Regions from separate parts of the Pan troglodytes genome. Here region 2 is linked to region 1. Evidence: chromatin contacts called from public HiChIP or PLAC-seq data. All regions are on one chromosome and are shown on one strand. Each heading gives the region's core, a stretch centred on a gene start, on an enhancer-like site or on the middle of the called end of the contact. The rest is flanking DNA. Distances are from core to core; before and after follow the strand shown. Region 1 holds the start of IKBKE (inhibitor of nuclear factor kappa B kinase subunit epsilon). Region 2 holds the start of FAM72A (family with sequence similarity 72 member A).

Region 1 (4,416 bases), core at 1,669-4,168:
GAGTGTGTGTGTGTGTGTGTGAGTGTGTGTGTGTGTGTATGTGTGTAGGGCGTTGGGGAGAAGGGTGTGGGTGTGTGTGTGAGAGCAGGGTATAGGGGAGGCAAAATTCATCATTCAGCCATTGGGAGAATCTGAAACCCCCTACAACTCTGTTTCCCATCTTTGTCCTCATCTTTTCCCCAAAGCCTAGTTCTCCTAAAGCAATTAGTACCAGAAAGTGTATCCTCAGAAGTTAAACTCAATTTCTCTTTGAAAAATAAGGCCAGTGCTGGCCTTTTTGGGATACCTGGGGACAGAAGCATTAGAAGGGCCACCATCCTTTAAATACTTTCTTTTTCCTTTTTCTTTTTTTTATTTTGACATAAGGTCTCACTCTGTCATCCAGGCTGGGGTGCAGTGGTACAATCATGACTCACTGCCACCTCCACCCCCTGGGCTCAAGCAATCCTCCCAACTCAGCCTCCTAAGGAGCTTAGGACCATAGGTGTGCACCACCACACCTGGCTGTCTTTTGTATTTTTAGTAGAGATGGGTTTTTGCCATGTTGCCCAGGCTGGTCTTGAACTCCTGAGCTCAAGCAATCCGGCCACATGGGCTTCCCCAAAAAATTGCTGGGATTACAGGTGTGAGCCACCATGCCTGGCCACTTAAATACTTTTAAATAACGCTAGACTAGAAAAGGCATCTTCGTGTTCTAACATCTTACAGGTTCTCAAACTGAGGGTTGCCATGCCTGGAATCCTATGTTCCTTCGCTCTGAACTTTTTCTCTGTGTAATCTTTTTTAAAAATGCAAATCCTTGATAATGTCATTTCATTGAGCCAGAGGCCCCTTGAAGAGATCGGTGGTCAACTCCTAGTTTCAGATCAGGTAGGAGCGGACATTACACAGAAGCAACTGAGGTACTGAGAGGCTTCCTGAAGACAACACAGTAGCTCAGCATGAATGAGTGGGTCTGGTTTTCCCCGCTGAGGCTGGAGCCAGCCAGCAGGTCTGGGGGCTGGGGCTGGGGTTGGAGCACAGCAGGCTGAAATCAAGGCCAAGGGCTCTGATACTGGGCAAGGAACAGCTCAAGACTCTGGGATAATAGGCAGGGAGGTGCAAAGCGCAGAGCCCCAGACAGGCGGTGTGCCCCTGGATTCTGTGCCCGGGAGCTCTGGCTGTGGCACATCTGGCTTAACTCTGCACGCTCTGCAGATCCTCCCCCCACCACCCCAAGCACCTGGTGCAAAGAAGGGCTCAGTGGCCCTCAGCCAGTGGTTGGATGAATGAGCAGTGGACAGTGAAGCATGTGAGACGCCACCCACCCACCTCTCCCCTCCCCTCCCTCCTCAGGGCTCTGCTGTGGCCAAGTGCACTTACCCCACGCTCTGAGCTGCCCTGAGTCAGGCAAAGGCTCTTCCTGGCGAGCGTATGTTATGCTTTCTGTCTGTGGCACGTCCAGGAGCTGAGCTACACCGGAAAGAGGAGGGCGGATGAGAGGCGCCCCTCAGTGCAGTTGCTTCTCAGCCTCCATCAAAGGCCGCCGGCCCTAGCCCTTTAACCCTTTCCTGTTTGTCACCTTCCCCCACAGGGCTGGGCTGGGGGTTTCCAGCTCTATTCCCAAACTGTTCAGGGAGCCTTTCCCAGCGTCTCCTACTCCTGAGACTCCGGCCAGGGAGAAAGACCCCGGGAAAGGTGAGGGCAGGCGCTGGGTGCTGATCGCTGGCTTTGGGTGTTGGTAAGCAGAGCCCAGGGAGGGCTTGTGGTTGGCCCGTGGTGGCTCACCTCCATGCCACACACAACGCTCTATGTGAGAGCACCGCCGCCAACAAGCCCACACCCCTGCACCCGGCTGAGCTGCCCTGCAGCTGCCCCTTGTCTGGCCCCTCATTCCACCCCCACCCCCCTCCACACGCTGCACACTCACCCCATCTCCACTGCAGGGGATGCAGGCTTGTGGGACTGGGTGACACCCCCAGAGCTTTCAGGGCTCACTGTCATTCATGAGCAGTGTTCTTAGCCTCCTGGTAGCCAAGGGCCCCTAGGACCCACAGGCAGGGCCAGTTGCAATGTCTGTGCCACCCCAGGAGCTGGGACTAGTGGGTTTCTTCCCTGCCTCCTTGTGGCGGTGGGACACCAAGCTCAGCACTGAGTCCTGGCTCTCAGCTCTCTCGCACTTCCTGATTTCCGTCTCTCGCTCTCTCTTTCTCTCTTAAAGAGACAGAGGCAACTCGGTGCAGCCACCAGCTCAGCAGAAAAGAGAAAGAGGATGCTCTGAGTTCCCAAGGGTAGGCAATAGGACCAGAGTGTGAGCCACAGAGAAGCCAGGAACTGGGGCCCTTCTGGTAATCTTGATGGGCAGCTGGGTGCTGTTTTGGCATCTCCCACAGTTCACTGGAGCAGGGAAGTTCAGGGCTCTTCCCAGAGTCAACAGAGCAGGTTGGGCAAGTTAACTAAGTGGAAAGCTGCCTGGGAAGTCCACGCTCCCACACCCAGGAACCCCAAGGAAGTGTGGGAGCTATGCCGATCCAGTCCTAGAAGTTGGATCTGAGTCACCTTCCCAGGAGGCCTGCAGAGGTCCAAGAGCAAGCGCGGGGACCCAGCTGATGCCTTCCAGTGTGACCTGAGCACACAGCATGCAGCCCCTCCCAGCCAGCTCACTCACCCGCAGAGTAACAGCTACTCTGTGGGTTGATTGGATGACATGGATATATTTGGAATTGTTTGGGAGCTTGGAAAGCATTTTACAGAAAGGCATTGAAGGCATGGAGGCCCACACACTTCAGTAATTTACCCGTGCTCTTCAGAGACTGCTGGGGCTGGCACCCAGGTGCCAACTTCCCAGCCAGGACTCGATGCCCCGCATCAAATGTCCTAGGAGGCTGGAGGGGTCTGTGCTGCTCTGGTCAGCTCTGAGATGGCAGTTGGATGTGAAATGGTTAAAACCAGGAAATTCCATGTTTCTATAGAATGTTGGAGGGACTTTCCCATGGCCACACCTGGTGGTTTCCTCCGCCAGCCCCACCCCTCCCACAGTGACACTAGAACAGGAGCAGAGCTGAGAACTGCCTAGTGCTCAGATAAAGAGAACTCCCCATAACACCTCCAGCTGGAGGAGTTGCTGCAACTTCTCACATCAGGACCAGGAGGAATGTGCCTGAGTGCCTGAGATCCTCATGTTCCACCCAGTCTTCCCAGCTTGCTTTTTTTTTTTTTTTTTTTTTTTTTTGAGATGGAGTCTCACTCTGTCACCCAGGCTGGAGTGCAGTGGCATGATGTCAGCTCACTGCAACCTCCACCTCCTGGGTTCAAGTGATTCTTCTGCCTCAGCCTCCCAAGTATCTGGGACTACAGGCATGCACCACCATGCCCGGCTAACTTTTTGTATTTTTAGTAGAGATGGGGTTTCACTGTGTGGTTGGTGAGGTGGATTGAGCAGGTTGGTCTCGATCTCCCAACCTCCTGATCCACCTGCCTCAGTCTCCCAAAATGCTGGGATTACAGGCGTGAGCCACTGCACCCAGCCTAGTCTTCCCAGGTTTCTGCCTGCCTGGCACATGGGAGAACTGCACATCCTAGTTACTTTGTGATAGGGGGAGCATGTGAGTTCCCCACCAAAGCATTTATTTCCTGATGCAAGACCCTCCCAGAGCTCTGCTTTCTGGTAGTGTGATTCTGTTAGTCTGGGTCCTTGAGTGACTGTCCTGAGCAGAGTTCCCCTGCTGGTCCACAAGGGACATTGGCTTTGGTGAGAAATCAGCCTTTGTTGCTTTAGGGCACTGAGGTTTGCTACATAACTTAGACGATCCGTAATGTTTACCCACTTTTTTCCCTGATGAACCTGCTGGGTCCTCACCAGCACTCTTACTTTCCTCTCTCAGTCAATCTCTTTCCCAGCATATTTAGCACATTCAAAGGAAACTACCATGTGTCTAGCACCTGCTATGAGGCAGGCACTGTGTGCTGAGGACGTAAAGGTGGGCATCCCATCAGGAGCCTGGAGGTCCAGGATGGCATGGCAGATGCTATGAGTGGCAGATGCGCAGCGGGGAGGAAGGTGATCAAGAAGGGCTTTCCAGAAGGGTTGCTTGGCCAGACTTTAGGAAAAGGGGAGTTAGGCAGAGGAGAGGGGGCTGGGGGAATGGAATTCCAGGCTGTGGGCACACGTGCAGAGGCACAGAAGCATGAGAAGAGCCGGACTGAGGCTGAGAAAAGGGAGAGAGGTAGAGGTGGCCTGGAGCCATGTGCCGTGACAGATCAAGTTTCCTTGTGCATCCTCTGTGAGGTCACATCCTCTGTGTGGACACAGTGAAGCAATGTCTTGCCTGTGCCCCAGCCGGGCAGCACAGCCGGTTGCATCCGAGAAGGTGCAGGGGGCTGGCGGGCTCCAGAAGGGAAGAGGAAGTCTGTAAGAGTCCCCACCACGTGTTCCCA
Region 2 (4,507 bases), core at 479-2,978, 260 kb after region 1:
ACTCCTCTTCGATCTCTGAAACAAATGTCCAAACACCTGTCAGATTTCAGTTGTCTTTCAAGGAAACCTGACCCAGAGAACCGGAGGCAAACTGCCTTTCTCTAAGAGCCTCCTGCCCCTCCCCCCACCCTGTCCGGCTTGGGGGAAAGGGCTGCCAAAATCATGGTCAGCCCCACAAAGATACTCCTACAGCCCACTGCAAAAATTCCTTTCCAGTGTCAATGGCCCCCTGGCATTGCCCATCCTTTAGAGGTTCAGACCCATCTATGAAACCACCTCTGGGGTCGGCCTGCCCCCATCTGCTCCACCCAAAGAAATGAACAACCTGCAAATCACCGTGGAAATACACGCCTCACCAGTCCACAGAGCATTTGCAGTGTGCTATTTTTCAAAGCCCTTACCTTTGACCTGAGTATCGTACTCTGCTATGATCTCCTTATCCTTTTTGAATTTGGCTGGAGACGTCATGTTTTCCTTCTTTCTTCCAAATTCGAATTGTGAATTGATAGATCCACGGAAAAAATCCAATCACCTAAATCAATACCTCCAAGACCGCTTCTCTCGAGGGCAGAAGGGGCCCCCCACGGTGGTCTCCAGCGCTCCGTGGAGCGCGGGCTGCGGGCTGGGCAGACGGCTACGGCGGGCACATGCAGACGGTGGGCGCTGGGGCCGGGTGCGGCGGCGGCTGGTGCCTGTGCTAGAGCCGGAGCCGCAGCCTCAGCATTAGCCGGGAGAACTGCAGCGCCCGGAGGCTGGCCTGGGGTCTGACATCAACGACACAGGCGGGGAGTGGAAGTCCTTCCGCACAACATGGTGTGGGGCTGCGGGGGTGTGGACGCGCCCAGCTGTGTCCCCGGGAGGGAGTGGGTGCTTTTCGGGGTGCCGGGGGAGGGCTGGGCGTGCTTCGCGGTTTTTTGTCGTAGAGGCTCAAAGATGCTGCAAATCAAATCCCAAACGGGAGCCGCAACAGCGCAGACTGGATCGGAAGTCGTTTGCTCCGGTTCACTTGCCTGTAAATGCAGGAAAAGGGGGAGGGGGCGATCAGCCAGAGCGCAGATCCTAATCGCGGCGGGGGTGGGGTAGGGGACGTCGTTCCGAGCCCGCCCTGGGCCCATTCCTGTCCGCTTAACGCCTCCCCGCCCGCAGAGCCCGGCGCTACGAGGTGGGGAGGAAGGAAGCTCCCTCCGGATTTTAAGGCTGAAAGAAAACACTTTGGAGCAGCCGCCTGCGCGGGCTCCGGGCGGGGACTGCAGGAACGCGGGGCACCGGGCGGGGACTGCGGCACCTCGGCGGCCTCCTGAGCCCCGCCAGCGCTGGGCAGCGGCCAGCCCGAGGGAGCCCTCCCGACCTAGCCCCCGTCGTGGCCCCAGACCCCCGGCCGGGGCACCTCCCTGTACATCAAAGGGGATCAAAGCCGGGGAGGGACAAGCCACCCGGGCACAACTTTTCTTCCCCTCCCGCCCCTCCTCCTAGTTGTTTTGTTTTTGGTTACTAGCTTCTCTTGGCAGCAAAATGTTGATGGGGGGGGGGGGGGCAAATCTGCAGGAAAAAGCCTGCTCGGCACGGGACACATCCAGGAAAACAATGTGGTCAGCTGAAGCAGGAAACGGGTTAGAGGATAGGGTCGGAGCCGGGAAAACCGGGGGGCGGTGAGCGGAAGGCAGCCGTCGCCTCCCTCAAGCTACGGACGATAGTGACTATAAATGCCACCCCCAATATTTTTTTGACACCCAAGCTCAGAGATCTCAGATATCCCACCCAATCCCAGGCTGGGGATGGGAGGAGGTCGGTGAGGTCGCAGTCCTGACTCCTCGCACCAGGCGGTGCCCGAGAAGATCCGGCCCCGGACGAGGCCCAGGGGGCTGGAGGGACGCAAGCGGGAGCGCGGAGCCCGGCGGCTAGCTCCCTCGCGTGCCGCAGCGGCGACCCTTTCTACTTGGTCTTTCCTTTTCCTCCGAGCGCCGGGAGAAGGAAGCTCCCGCTAGCGTCTCCCACTTCCCGCGGCTGGAGGAAGGGGCCACGCTGAGGGAACAAGACAGGGAGCAGAGGCGGCGGGGTTCAGGCGAGCGGGAAGCGGGAAGCGAGAGGCGGGTGTGAGATGGGGTCCTGAGGCTGGAAGGGAGCCCGGGGACAACTGGAGTTGCACACGCTCGGAAGGCGGGAGGCGGCAAGGAGAAGGCTGCCTTAGAGGTGAGGGGAATTGGGGCATGATCATGGGCCGCGATGTTGCGTGAAGCGCAAGGATGTCAGGAACTGTGGGGACCGAGATGTGGTCTAGGGATGGGAGTGGGCGAAGAGAAGTCCATCGGGGCGGGCCGGGGGGTGGGACTCGGGGAGAGCCCCGGAAGCTGCGCGGAACACCCATCCTCCTGGGTCCTAGGCTGGGACCCGGGCTGTCCGCCAGGGCGGGGAGACACTGGAGGAGGCCGGCCGATGATTACGCGCGATGCCAACGACGACTGCCCCACGGTGGACCGCGGCTGCCCGTGTGCGGAGGAAAGGGAGAGGCGGCTGGGTGCCGGCTGCGCTGCGGTCCGTGAGCCAGGACGGAGTCCCAGGCTGTACAGTGATGGGCGGAGAGACTCGCAGTCCTGAGAAGTATTATGGGCTGTACTGGGAAATTTGGAGAAGGTGGAGGGGGGGCGGTCTGAGGGATTCCGGGCGGCACCGCTAAGGCGATGCCGCGAGCAGCATCCGCGCCCTCTCCTTCCCGCCCCAACCCGGGTTTGTTCAGTCAGGGCTCCAGACCGGCGGCCGGGAGGAAGAAAAGGAAGAGGGAAGGAGCCTTTACCTGGCTCTGACGCGACGGGTCCCGGGCCCCCGGCTCCGCTTCCCACTCAGAGCTCTCCTCCCCTCTCTTCCCCGCCACCCGTTTCTACGCAGATCGGTGCCCCAGTCCCTGGAGGAGCCTCCGCCAACTCCGCAGGACCCCGCCGGGAAGTAGAGCCCACCCCTTTACCAATCACCGCCCGTTTTCTATCGACCGATGGGGCCCATAGCCAATAGGAAGAGCTGATCCCGAGAGGCTCGGAATGAGGGGGAGGAGCTGGCAAAACTTGGAGGTGTGACTAGCACTGCCGAGGCGTGGTCACAGATTAAGCTCCACCCCGGGTTGTTGAACCCCTAAGTAGAACTGATGGGCGGGATTAAGGTGGAACCGACGACCAAACACAAACTCTTGAGCTAAGGCACGGCCAATTGGGCCGGGGTAGAGAAGAGGGGTGTTGCGGAGAATTTTAACCAATAAAGAGTAGAGACCGGTGGAGACTGTAGACCCTCTTCCAATAAGAAGCGGGAAGGGCGTGCCTTGCCACTTTCACTAGGGCGAAGGCAGGGATTGCCGAAACCTCCCGAAGCCGGCCAATGAGATCGGAGGCGGAGCCAAGCTCAGCCAACCAGAAAGCCGAATTGATCTCAGCACCGTTACTAGGGCGGTGCCTACGGTCTTCAAGCCACTAAGCTCTCGTGAGGGGAGGCCCCGGAGCCTTCCAATGAGGGACTGGGGCTAACTCTAGTTCTTCCAATCGGTGCGCGGCGCTGGCAATTCAAACTGATACCGGGTTGGAGAGGCAGGAAAAGCGGAAGAGGGAGCGAAAACCAACGTGTTCGGTGACAGACCCCAGCGCCGACTGAGCCTCTAAAGCGACTTCAGCTCTGCCCCACCAACACCACCGCGCGCCCGGGAACAGCCGCTCCGGGAAGAGACCTGAGGGGACTGCGGGGGGCACGAGGGACAGCTGAGGGAAGGGAGGACGCGAGAGAAACAGCGCGAGCACGCTGAGGGCCGGGGGTTGCCAGGAGAGGGGCCCGCGGACCCGCAGAGCGGAGGAAGGTCCGGGAGAAAAGGGGCGGGACGGAGGAGAATCCAGGATCGCCTGGCAGAAAAAGAGAAGGGAGTTTCTGAATCCTGGGAAGAGGAGGCGTGGGTAGGGACGCTTAGCCCGAGATCCGACAGCAGGGAACTGGAGCGCTCCGGGGGAGGGGCTTAATGCTGGGGAAGGGATGTCTTAAAAGAGGAGAAGCTTTAAATTAGACGATCGGAGAAGGCTGAGGGAATTGCTATGAAGGGGCGGGAGCTGAAGTGTAGAGGACTCCTTTAGACAGCAGAAACGGAAAGCCGTTGAGAAGTTCCCTTCAAACTCCACCTGCCTCCTTTCCAATTCAAACTCCACTCCCTTCTCCAAAAGTTAAAAGGAAAGCCAAGTTTGCCACGCTCCCCTGTTCCTACTCAATAAATACTTCTTCTACTCCGCCACCGGGAAAACAGAAAAAAAAACTAATTTCCTTCCCAATATTAGGACTTAGAAAAGCTCTAGGTCCCGCAATTTGAATTTTAGCCTGGGGGAATCAAAATAGTAGGAGCATTACTCTTGTTTCCTTTTTCAAAATCCCACACCTCATCCTTCCTGCGACGCCATGTCTACCAACATTTGTAGTTTCAAGGACAGGTGCGTGTCCATCCTGTGTTGCAAATTCTGTAAACAAGTGCTCAGCTCTAGGGGAATGA

Evidence for each region. HiChIP or PLAC-seq counts read pairs in DNA pulled down with a chosen protein or histone mark.
Region 2: an H3K4me3 HiChIP or PLAC-seq map of stem cell-derived excitatory neurons shows a contact between it and region 1, with 10 times the contacts expected there. The contact joins the promoter of FAM72A here to the promoter of IKBKE in region 1. A contact is called at or near these places in 1 of 7 Hi-C or Micro-C datasets (stem cell-derived neural progenitor cells) and 1 of 1 datasets of contacts at active chromatin or transcription factors (stem cell-derived excitatory neurons).

What each region holds. Positions count from the first base shown.
Region 1 is chr1:42,616,859-42,621,274 of NHGRI_mPanTro3-v2.0_pri, forward strand. IKBKE (inhibitor of nuclear factor kappa B kinase subunit epsilon) reads right to left here and starts at 2,919. Exons shown (of 19, transcript XM_063792747.1): 1 at 1,910-2,919; 2 at 1,363-1,452.
Region 2 is chr1:42,876,553-42,881,059 of NHGRI_mPanTro3-v2.0_pri, forward strand. FAM72A (family with sequence similarity 72 member A) reads left to right here and starts at 1,729. Exons shown (of 5, transcript XM_054674253.2): 1 at 1,729-2,190; 2 at 2,381-2,598. The coding sequence starts at 2,447. SRGAP2 (SLIT-ROBO Rho GTPase activating protein 2) reads right to left here and starts at 2,960. Exons shown (of 24, transcript XM_009441371.4): 1 at 2,792-2,960; 2 at 402-1,010. The coding sequence starts at 468.